3 separate regions of the Mus musculus genome follow, and regions 2 and 3 are each linked to region 1. The links are chromatin contacts, called in public HiChIP or PLAC-seq and promoter capture Hi-C maps. All regions are on one chromosome and are shown on one strand. Each heading gives the region's core, a stretch centred on a gene start, on an enhancer-like site or on the middle of the called end of the contact. The rest is flanking DNA. Distances are from core to core; before and after follow the strand shown. Region 1 holds the start of Cenpo (centromere protein O). Region 2 holds the start of Pomc (pro-opiomelanocortin-alpha). Region 3 overlaps Fam228a (family with sequence similarity 228, member A).

Region 1 (3,011 bases), core at 33-2,532:
TAACTAGTTTCCTTAAGCAGATCCAATATTTACTTTGCAGGGTTCACAAGAATATACATTCACAAAAATCCTTTCTTCATTTGTCTTGGGACAGCCCAGACCTGGCTCATTCATCTATCCAGCCAAGGCTAGACATCAAATTACTAGTGTATAGCTCCTTTAAAAAACAAACAAACCAACTTGCATAAGATCAAGAGAGAGCCACAGTAGGCAGCATGTTGGCCCTTCACTTGCTTTTCTTCCCGTTACTGACTCCTGACTTCTTTTATTTCCTCTGGAGCCTGAGCACAGCAGTTCCTTCTCTCTGCTGTATTTAGTTCCTCTCCAAGTTCACACGATAAGCAGTGGTAATTGCCAAGCAGAGAGAGAAAACCAACATAATCATAACTAAATGTTTCAATCTTTTGGATTGGAGATGACAAGGGAACTGGAGAATAATTGACCTGTCGAAGTTTGATGATTATTCACAAACTTTCACTCGTCACTTGTTTAGCCAGGTGTGCTGACACACAGAAGGGCAAGTTACTGGCAAATTTGGGATTACATAGTAATTTAGTTCTAGGGTATGGATTATACTTGATTGCAACATATTTTTAACAATTAAGTCATCAAACTTTTAGTTTTTAGTAACAATTTCAACCCACATGATGCTTTCACATTAAGTTTTGTTTAAAGGAGAAAGAAAATGAGGCAGAACTATAATGTGTCCAAGCCACAAAATTTCCTAAGATAGAGCCCTGAATCAAATCCATATCTAATCGCCAAAGTTACTGCCTTACAGTGTCCCTTCCTTTGCAATAAAGTCTGGAAACACTGTGGTACAGAGAAAGCCAAACCCCTTTGAATACCTCCTTTGCACTTCCTGCCTGGACACAAAGTATTTGCAGACTCCATCTCCTCTTCGGGTTCTCAAGTGTTTTTTCTTACGATGCTGGACGTACAAGGCAGGGTTAACATGGACCCGAACGTCCTTAACTGTAAATAGTAAAAGACACGCAATCACCAATCTATTGCCACTATTGCCTGACAGTCCCGGGATAAGCAAAGTGTCCCCGCTGGCGTCCCTTACCTTGGACTGGTCAGCCCTGTCCACGCCTACCTCACCGCCGTGGCCACTATGGTCCAGCCGGGCTTCCTCGAACACCCAAAGAAGCTGTACAGTAATGCTAATCTGTCTACCACTGGGTCTTGCTTTCTCGCCAAAGCTCCCTCACTCAGGATGCAGTTTAAGAATTCCCGCCGAGAGCAACTGAAGTAACAACGTAACCCACTGATCCCAGAGTGCTTTGTGCTTCCGCCGTACACGAACATGGTGGCGCCCAGCAGCTCCACACTAATCCCAGCATGCACCGCAAGGTACGTCCGGCCAGTCTGATGATCAGGAAGATGGCATGCTCTGGGGTGGAGCCACAGATCCTTGTACAGTACTTAGTATTACGAAAGGATCTATCTCAGGCTCCCTTTTCCTGGCCCACCGGCGCACTGGTAGCGCAGGCTTGTCACGCCGCCACAGCAGCCTTGCACCTTCATCGAGACCATCCGCACACGGCAGCTTATCTCCGGGAGCTGGGGCGCATGCGCAAGGTGGTTCTCGAGGTGAGGCGTGGGGAGTATCCGGAGGGACCCTAAACGGGGGTGGGGTGCCGAGGCCGGAAGTAGATCTGCTCTTGGGCCCAACCCTTAGCTTCCGGAAGTACGTGTGGCATGATTGTAGGAGGGATCACTAAGAGTTTGGGAATGGTCTGCGCTACGCAGTGAACCTTCCCTTTGGCAGAGCATGACTGTGAAGAACCGACGCAGACCCTGCTATCACAGCGTTCACCAGAAATTGGTTGTTCCAGTGTCCCTTAGATCCCTGGGAACGAAGCTGGGGAAAGCGTGGCGCTTATGCCTGTGCACCAATCTGCCTTTTAAAACTGGGCCTAGCCGGGCGAGGTGGCGCACGCCTTTAATCCCAGCACTTGGGAGGCAGAGGCAGGCAGATTTCTGAGTTCGAGGCCAGCCTGGGCTACAAAGTGAGTTCCAGAACAGCCAGGGCTATACAGAGAAACCCTGTCTCAAAAAAAAAAAAAAAAAAAAAAAAAAAAAGAAAGAAAAAGAAAAAAGCTGGGCCTAAAATTAGCACTGCCTTAATATTGTTAGTAAGAAATAGAGGCTGTTTATTTAAAAGGAGAAATGCTCAGTGAGTGGGGAAAAGGAGTATGTTTTTCAGAAGCTCTGAGTCTCAAGTCTCCTAACTGACATTTACATAGCACCTGCTTCTCTAGAGAAATCTTTATCCAGGAAAACACTGGCAAAGGGGTGAGAGTGGAGGAACAATGGCCAAAGGGACCAACGTGCCAACCTACATCTGTGTTCAACTTTCTGAGGGGTCCTTTCCCATCTTGGTGATTTACATACGCATTTGATTAACCCTTTTTTAAAGATCTACTTAAATTCTGTGTAGGTGTGTGTGTCTGTGGGACATATGCACATGGGTGCAGACGTGTAGGTGTGTGTGTCTGTGGGACGTATGCACATGGGTGCAGACGTGTAGGTGTGTGTGTCTGTGGGACGTATGCACATGGGAGGACAGAGTAGGATGTAGGCTCTTCTGCAGTTATAGGCAGTGAGAACATCCCACTGTGGGTTCTAGGAACTGAACTCTGGTCCTCTGGACACGGAGCATCTCCTCAGCTCCTGGACTAACTCTTAAGGGTTAGGACCATATGATATTCTTTACCAGAAAGCCTTCTCCTAGATCTCCTGGAATTTAAAAAAGTTGTATTTGTATCCAGGTCAAGATCCTGTTGGCCTTAGATCCTATTCTGCTGACCAAAAAGCATATAATAGGGTAGATGAAAAGGGTTGGTGAGATGGCTCATTGGGTAAAGGCATATGCCACCAAGTCTGACAACCCTAGTTCTATCCCTGGACTCACTTGATGGGAAGAAAAAAAAAACAAAAACAAATCTTACAAGTTATTCTCAGTGTGCATGCATAATATAATATTCTAGTTTGCTTTTTGTTGC
Region 2 (3,019 bases), core at 505-3,004, 280 kb before region 1:
CATCTCTCTAGGCCCTGGTTTTCTTTTCTCTTTACTGATTTTGGCCGTGGGTCCAGCCACCCTGTCTCCTGCCCTCCCCCTTTACATCCTATAGCCCAACCAGTGTTTCCTAATGTTGTTTAATAACTTTTCAAGCTTTTCAGTTCATATTGGCCAAAGCAAGTTCTTCTATATATAATTAGGAGCCCAGATGATGGGCCAACCCAAACTTACCTTGATTTGACTTTGAGGCTGCCAGTAGCAAGCAGCCCCCTAAAGACAGAACAATAAAGCAAAGGAAAACAAAGACAAAATCACCACAATTAGAGAGCTGGTGAGCCTGATGTCGGTGAGGGCAGAGGTGGATGGGAGGTTGAAGACAGAAGTGTATTAGTTCAAGTATAATAAGCTACATATACAGATGAGACAAGAATGGGGTTCCCTGCCGAACACAGATCATTTCTCAGGCTCCTGGCAGAAATAATAGCCAAAGGGGGCTTAATATGAACTGGGAGATGATGGGGAGTAACCTCACTGGAGGGACAGAGGGTGCTAAGCTTCCGGGAAACACTCAGGGAAGTAGAGGCAGAAAGTAGTGCTCATGGAGTATGAGTGTTGGGAGTATGTGACACCCAGGATACAAGATGGACAGCAGGAAGTCACTCCGGAAAGAGGCCACAGCCAGGTGACACACTCCTTGCTCTTGTTTGGGAGCTTGGTGTGTTCTCTCATGGCACAAAAGGAAAAGATTTTTGGATGCCAATCAGAAAAGCTGAACTCTCAAAGGAGCCCTGGAATCCCCCAAACAAAACAAAGCAAATAGACAAGCAAACAGCGTCTAACTGGGGAGTGAAGTTCCTTCAGCTGGTAGATTAGGCAGGCACCCCGACTGGTCTGGTACAGGCCTGGTCCTGCTGCCAGCCACAGCTCTCTTCACAAGTTTTGCTCTTTGTGCTGGCTCAGGTAGATGCCACTGCAGGTCTGTTCTTCCTTCTGTTTTGGCCTGTGAGTTCACAGCTAAGCCAGAATGCCTGGGCCTGGCCACATGGTGAGGGCTGTCAGACAATCCCCACCCAGACCATTCTGCCAGCTCAGCCCCGGGATGGCTTCCATTTCCATTGCCCACCACAGAGCGCTGCACCTCTTGGTTAATAGTCTGAGGCTGGCATGACCTTGCCCTTAGAGTTTGGGCACAGAAGGACACCTGTCTTGAAATAAGTATTGGGGAATCAAGGCAGGCACACACCCCACTCCAAAAGGTAGCCTGCCTTGGGCGGCCGTGACTCTTGACAGCCTCTGTTGTCTCCCTTCTCAAAACGGAACTGAGATTTTGGTTTCACAAGATATCACACTTTCCCATCATTGGGGAAATCTGCGACATAACAAATCCCCTTCCTCATTAGTGATATTTACCTCCAAATGCCAGGAAGGCAGATGGACGCACATAGGTAATTCCACTCCGATCTGCAAGATCTCAGAACTAGGCCTGCCTCGCACAGGGACGCTAAGCCTCTGTCCAGTTCTAAGTGGAGATTCAACACCATTCTTAATTAAGTTCTTCCTAACCACCAGCGCCAGGTGTGCGCTTCAGCGGGTCTGTGCTAACGCCAGCCTCCGCGCTTTCCAGGCAGATGTGCCTTGCGCTCAGCCAGGACCGGGAAGCCCCCCTCCCGAGGCCCGCCGCCCCCCTTCGCTGCAGAAGCGCTGCCAGGAAGGTCACGTCCAAGGCTCACCCACCCAACCCTGCAAGTATAAAAGAAGAGAGAAGAGCGACAGGGACCAAACGGGAGGCGACGGAAGAGAAAAGAGGTTAAGAGCAGTGACTAAGAGAGGCCACTGAACATCTTTGTCCCCAGAGAGCTGCCTTTCCGCGACAGGTAAGGGTGTCTCAGCTCTGGACAGCTCCCTTACTCTGAGCTCTGACCCCGGACCTTGGGATCCTCAGCAGACTGGCGTTCTGGTTTGTAGCGGACCTGACCTCTTCTCAAACTTCTGAGATGGGAGAGAGCTGAGCCCGGATGATGGGTTGACAGACTGCTCCAGAGAGCAGGTGGTTTGGCGACTCCATCTGGGGATGGTCCCAGAGTCCGCATGGAGGAATGAAGTGTTGGGAGGCTTAGGATTGTCTTAGACTCCGACTGGCCCCTGGGGAGATTTTGGGAGAGTTCCCCTTTAGGCTTCTCCTTCCGATTGTTTGGACTTGTATATCTTCTTTAAGGCAGGAGACTGAACATGTTGGAAAGATAGCGGGAGAGAAAGCCGAGTCACAATAAACTCCTAATGGTGGAGTTCATTTGTTGTTGCTGTAGACGTCCAAACCCTCGTTTCTCTGCGCATCTTAGCAGATCTGGGGTGGTTGCATTGTGATAATTACGTGGGTTATAGGACAGGACGGTAAGTAGGTTCTTGTCTTCAAGATCCAGCTCAGATTTAAAAACAGGGTGTGGGAGGGAACTGTCCAAGGTTCTGAAATACTCCGTCTACTTTCGGAAGCCTTTATAAAACTGTGGGGGCGTTGCAGCAATTTGTAAGGACCCATACTCAGGTAAAGGACATTTCAAATGGAGAGAAAGATTCCCTCAAGTTTTCCATGTATAAATCATGGGAAGCTTTCACAGAATGGCTGGAAGGAGTTAAGTAAAATGAAAAGAAGTTTGTCAATGTATAAAGTAAGTGCAGATTGTTTCCTTTGGGTCTTATAGAAGTTGAAGCAAACGCACTGTGTATGGATGAAGCCGCATCTCTGTGCCTCTCAGATTTATACACAGCTTGTCGCAGTCACTCTGAGAGCAGAACATATAAGCTCTACTGAGTTCAGAGACTTTTCTGGGGCCCTAATAAGCGCAGTTCTGTCAAAATGAATAAACCACAACCTTCTGTCTTCCAGAGATGTTAATGACTGGAACCTGACACTCTCCTATCTATGAAAAGCACAGCATTTGACATTTCCCTCAATACTTTTGATTAAAAAAAAAAAGAGGCACAAATAAGACATTTGTTTCATTGTAAGAAAAGGGAGAAATACAAATAAAATGCTCTA
Region 3 (3,460 bases), core at 641-3,140, 490 kb after region 1:
CCTGAGTATGGAACGGTAGGAAAATGTCAGAGGACGAATGGTGGGGAGGGAGGAGAGCTGAAGTTACTGGTGAACCAGCTCTGCCAGCCGTCATGGCCCTCACCTGTAAAGAGATCTGCACTTGTGAGACTCAGGGACCCACATAGGCTGCGTTTCTGGGTCTCTTCTCTGCTCAGAGAGAGGATCTGAGCTCCCCGGCTCCCCACCATCTCACAGCACAGTGAGTGCTCCCTGCTACCTCTACCTTTTCACTTCACACTTTGTCTGCTGTCTCTTCTGTGAGGGACGGCTCTGCCAGGCTCCACACTGGCACTGGTGCTCCCTGCACAGTGGGTATTGCAAACCTCGCCCAACCAGCCCCACTCCCAGAGCTCAGCTTACCAGACCCTTCTTTTCAGCCTCTTTGATATCCTGGCTGAGCCTTGAGGCTCTGAACTGCCTTTCAAAAACAAGCTGGCTTCGACTGACAGTCTTCTCTTCCTTAGGCAGATGAGACTTTAATGTAAAGACAGGTTTTTCAGAACTGAGAAAAGAGGGGGGGAAAATCTCAACTCAATTCTACCATTCAAACGTTATTCGATGAATATGCTATTCATTTTGTGAAAAGAAAGGTCTGGCTAGACATCGCTGGTGCCTGGCCATCTGCTCTGCTAAGGATAATGTTCCCTAACGGTTCACATGGGAATGCTGTGGACCTTAAGGATGAGGTTAGAGTAGAGTTGCTGAAGTCTGAGGGTGAAGGGACTGTGGAACTCTGTTCTCTTCCTTCCCCTTTCTCCCTGTTTCCTGAGCAGTCTAACCCTACAGAAACTCCTGCTGCACTGTGCTGCCCTATCAGAGGCCCAAAGCAATTGAAGCTACTTGATTTCAAACTTTATCCTTCCAAACTGTCAAGTGCCACAGGTGAGTCACGCCTTTCTCCAGCTGAGGAGGCGCATCAATCCTGAGACCACGCTTGAACAGAGATGCCACCAGGCAGCCTGTAGGTCCTTAGACCAGGAAGCTAGGGAGAATGCACAATTCACCGGCAGCACATACACAAAGCAGAGAACAGAAACTAAGCCGTTTGTTAAGGAGAAGCGACAGTAAGAAGCAAGGTCTCTGGAGGAGAGGACAGGGGCCGCGGTCCTCAAGCTGCTGGGCTTTCTCGATGATTAGATAAGGGGCCTTCTCCACTTTTTCACTTGAGACAGATTCTGCTTTTTGCAATCCACTGCTCCTGGTTAGTCTAGTGAATCACTCTCAAGTTCTTTCCTTTGTTAAACGAGGCACCCTCCAGAAGATTTGTCCTCTCAGAGAGACGCGGCCTATCCCTACTGAGGAGATAACCCTTCTCTTTCCCACCCCCTTATCTATCTCATAAGAATTTGTTCATTGTCCTCTAGCCACTGAAAACATCAAGATAAACAGGACACAGCCCTGCTGGTGTGGGTTGCCCTGCTGCTGTTTGTATTTGATGTTAATTCCACTTCCTCAAGAGGAGCTGCCCCAGGAGTAGATCATGCCCTCAGGTGACATCACTGACCCTTCCCCCCATTCTGACCGGTCACATTAAGGCTAGGGCCTATGATCGGGCAGTGGAGGGGAAAGGTGGGACAGGGAGTCTCAGAGAACAGAGGAAGAGGAGGAGGAAAGAAGATAGAACAGAATCACATGGCCTGGACAAAACACAAACGAGGGATCTCGTAGCTGGGGAATAAATCAATATAGTGATAGATCTGCCTGATCTAGACGTATAGCTTATAAATATAATAATTAGATTATATGTTCTTTATACGGGCTTATTAGGGTAAGAAATTACCACAACACCCAACTCTCTAGGTCGGCTTGTTGAGGGGCGGTACTGTAGAGGAATTTCCCTTAATTATCTGATTGGCTGAGAAAGATGAAAAATAGCCAATCACTGGGCAGAAAATGAGGAGGCGGGTTTTCCCGGGCAAGACAAGAAGAGCCGAGGAGGAGTTTGAGGAGTCTGCAAAGACAGAAGGGGAGAGCTGGAAGGAAGATGGGGCAGAAGCGCATGGCCTGGAGAAACTGCAAGTAGCAGGGATTTCATAGATGGGAAGGAAAGTGGTGTAGAGGCATATCTGCCCAATATGGATGTGCAGTTTATAAATATACTACTGAGTTGCATTTTCCTTGCTTGGGAGTACTGAGGTTGGAGATTTACCGAAACAAAATGGCGTCGATTAGAACTCAACTAATCTGAGATAAAAGATCACTGCCCCTCCCCCTCCCCCCTAATACAAGGCTGGGGCAGCCATCTAGGCTGCAGCAGTGTGTAGATTGAAAGCTGACTGGGTCTGAGGGGCCTACAGAGAACTGCAGAGAGGCTCTCTCCCCAAGCCCCAGGTAGACAGCTGCCACCAGGGGCAGCACTGCATCCTGGAACTGGACTTGGGCAGACACAGTGAACTGATTGGGGCATCTACACCCGCCTGAGAGAGCCTTTCTGTGTTTGCTTCCCCGTATCCCCGGCATCTACAAAGGACATGGACAGCCAGACTCTGAATTGAACACAGAGGGAGACAAAGGTACAAAGGGCTCTGGATGAGGTAATAAGCATCATACATCGATAGTTACAGATAAGAAACACAGTAAATACCTTTTGGGCTTTAAGGGATGATATTCTAAATGGTTTGACAGGGATGGATTTAAAGGAAATAGACACCTTGTCATTTATTGAACTATTTATCCTCTTGATCTACTATGTCTTCTCAAAGGACAGGGACCTAGATAAAAAGATTACAGGGAACACTAGAACTAAAGGTTCTGGATTTTATAGGTCAAGATAAGCAACAGAAAGAAGAAAATAAAGGTTGGCCACAGGAGCTGGAAGAGACACTAGAAAAAAGGATTCAACAATTCACACATCAAATTGAACAGCAAGGAGACAGAGATAAAATTTGGAAGCAAAGTCTAGAGGATAATTTACTAAATCAACATAAGGCAGATGCCACCATATCAGAATTACAACATAAAGAGAAGCTAAGATTGTGGAAGGAGGGCCTAGAACAGAAGATACAGGTAATTATAGAGCAAAATGAACAACAGAAAGAAAAATTTAAGACTTGGCAACCTGGCCTAGAGGAAACACTAGAGTTGAAGACACAGGAAATTATAGATCAGAATAAGAGACAGATAGATGAAAATGTTCTAGCTAGAAAAGATGCTAGAACAAAGGACAACAGCTCACAGATCAGACTGAGCAGCAGAGAGAAAATAATGAGAATTGGAAGCAAGACTTGGAGAATAACCTTTTAAAATTAATCAATCAAAAATAAAATGGATAACAAAATAAAGAAAAAATTAAAATGTGGAGGCAGAACCTTGAGCAAAGAATACAGGAACTCAAAGAATGGGAGGAGCGGCAAAAAGAGAGATATGAAGCATGGACACAAACCTTAAGGGGAGAATTTTAAAATCTCAGTTAAGGAAAATTCTCAGAGAGAAGATAAAA

Evidence for each region. Promoter capture Hi-C pulls out the DNA fragments that hold promoters and counts their contacts. HiChIP or PLAC-seq counts read pairs in DNA pulled down with a chosen protein or histone mark.
Region 2: a contact with region 1 is called in a promoter capture Hi-C map of pre-B cells. The contact joins the promoter of Pomc here to the promoter of Cenpo in region 1. A contact is called at or near these places in 11 of 39 promoter capture datasets (the 3T3-L1 cell line, cranial neural crest, embryonic stem cells and 8 more), 1 of 484 Hi-C or Micro-C datasets (embryonic stem cells), 5 of 115 datasets of contacts at active chromatin or transcription factors (bone marrow-derived macrophages, embryonic stem cells, extraembryonic endoderm stem cells and 2 more) and 2 of 9 other capture datasets (adipose tissue and pancreatic islet).
Region 3: an H3K27ac HiChIP or PLAC-seq map of extraembryonic endoderm stem cells shows a contact between it and region 1, with 5 times the contacts expected there. The contact joins the enhancer-like site here to the promoter of Cenpo in region 1. A contact is called at or near these places in 1 of 484 Hi-C or Micro-C datasets (the G1E-ER4 cell line), 4 of 115 datasets of contacts at active chromatin or transcription factors (bone marrow-derived macrophages, extraembryonic endoderm stem cells, hepatocytes and 1 more) and 1 of 9 other capture datasets (liver).

What each region holds. Positions count from the first base shown.
Region 1 is chr12:4,232,683-4,235,693 of GRCm38.p6, forward strand. Cenpo (centromere protein O) reads right to left here and starts at 1,283. Exons shown (of 7, transcript NM_134046.6): 1 at 1,070-1,283; 2 at 849-975. The coding sequence starts at 894. Ptrhd1 (peptidyl-tRNA hydrolase domain containing 1) reads left to right here and starts at 1,331. Exons shown (of 2, transcript NM_001204912.2): 1 at 1,331-1,596. The coding sequence starts at 1,345.
Region 2 is chr12:3,953,191-3,956,209 of GRCm38.p6, forward strand. It overlaps Pomc (pro-opiomelanocortin-alpha), which reads left to right and starts at 1,755. Exons shown (of 3, transcript NM_001278584.1): 1 at 1,755-1,856. RefSeq lists promoters at 1,257-1,729, 1,331-1,842 and a cis regulatory region at 1,577-1,588.
Region 3 is chr12:4,718,196-4,721,655 of GRCm38.p6, forward strand. It overlaps Fam228a (family with sequence similarity 228, member A), which reads right to left. Exons shown (of 8, transcript NM_029107.3): 7 at 382-523. Among named protein-coding and RNA genes, the nearest start is that of Fam228a, 19 kb to the right of the region's middle. Within about 2 kb of position 1,891, at least 39 of the 459 cell types and tissues checked have an H3K27ac peak or open chromatin away from gene starts, as enhancers often do. A contact at or near this core is called in the G1E-ER4 cell line and extraembryonic endoderm stem cells, where this site is marked.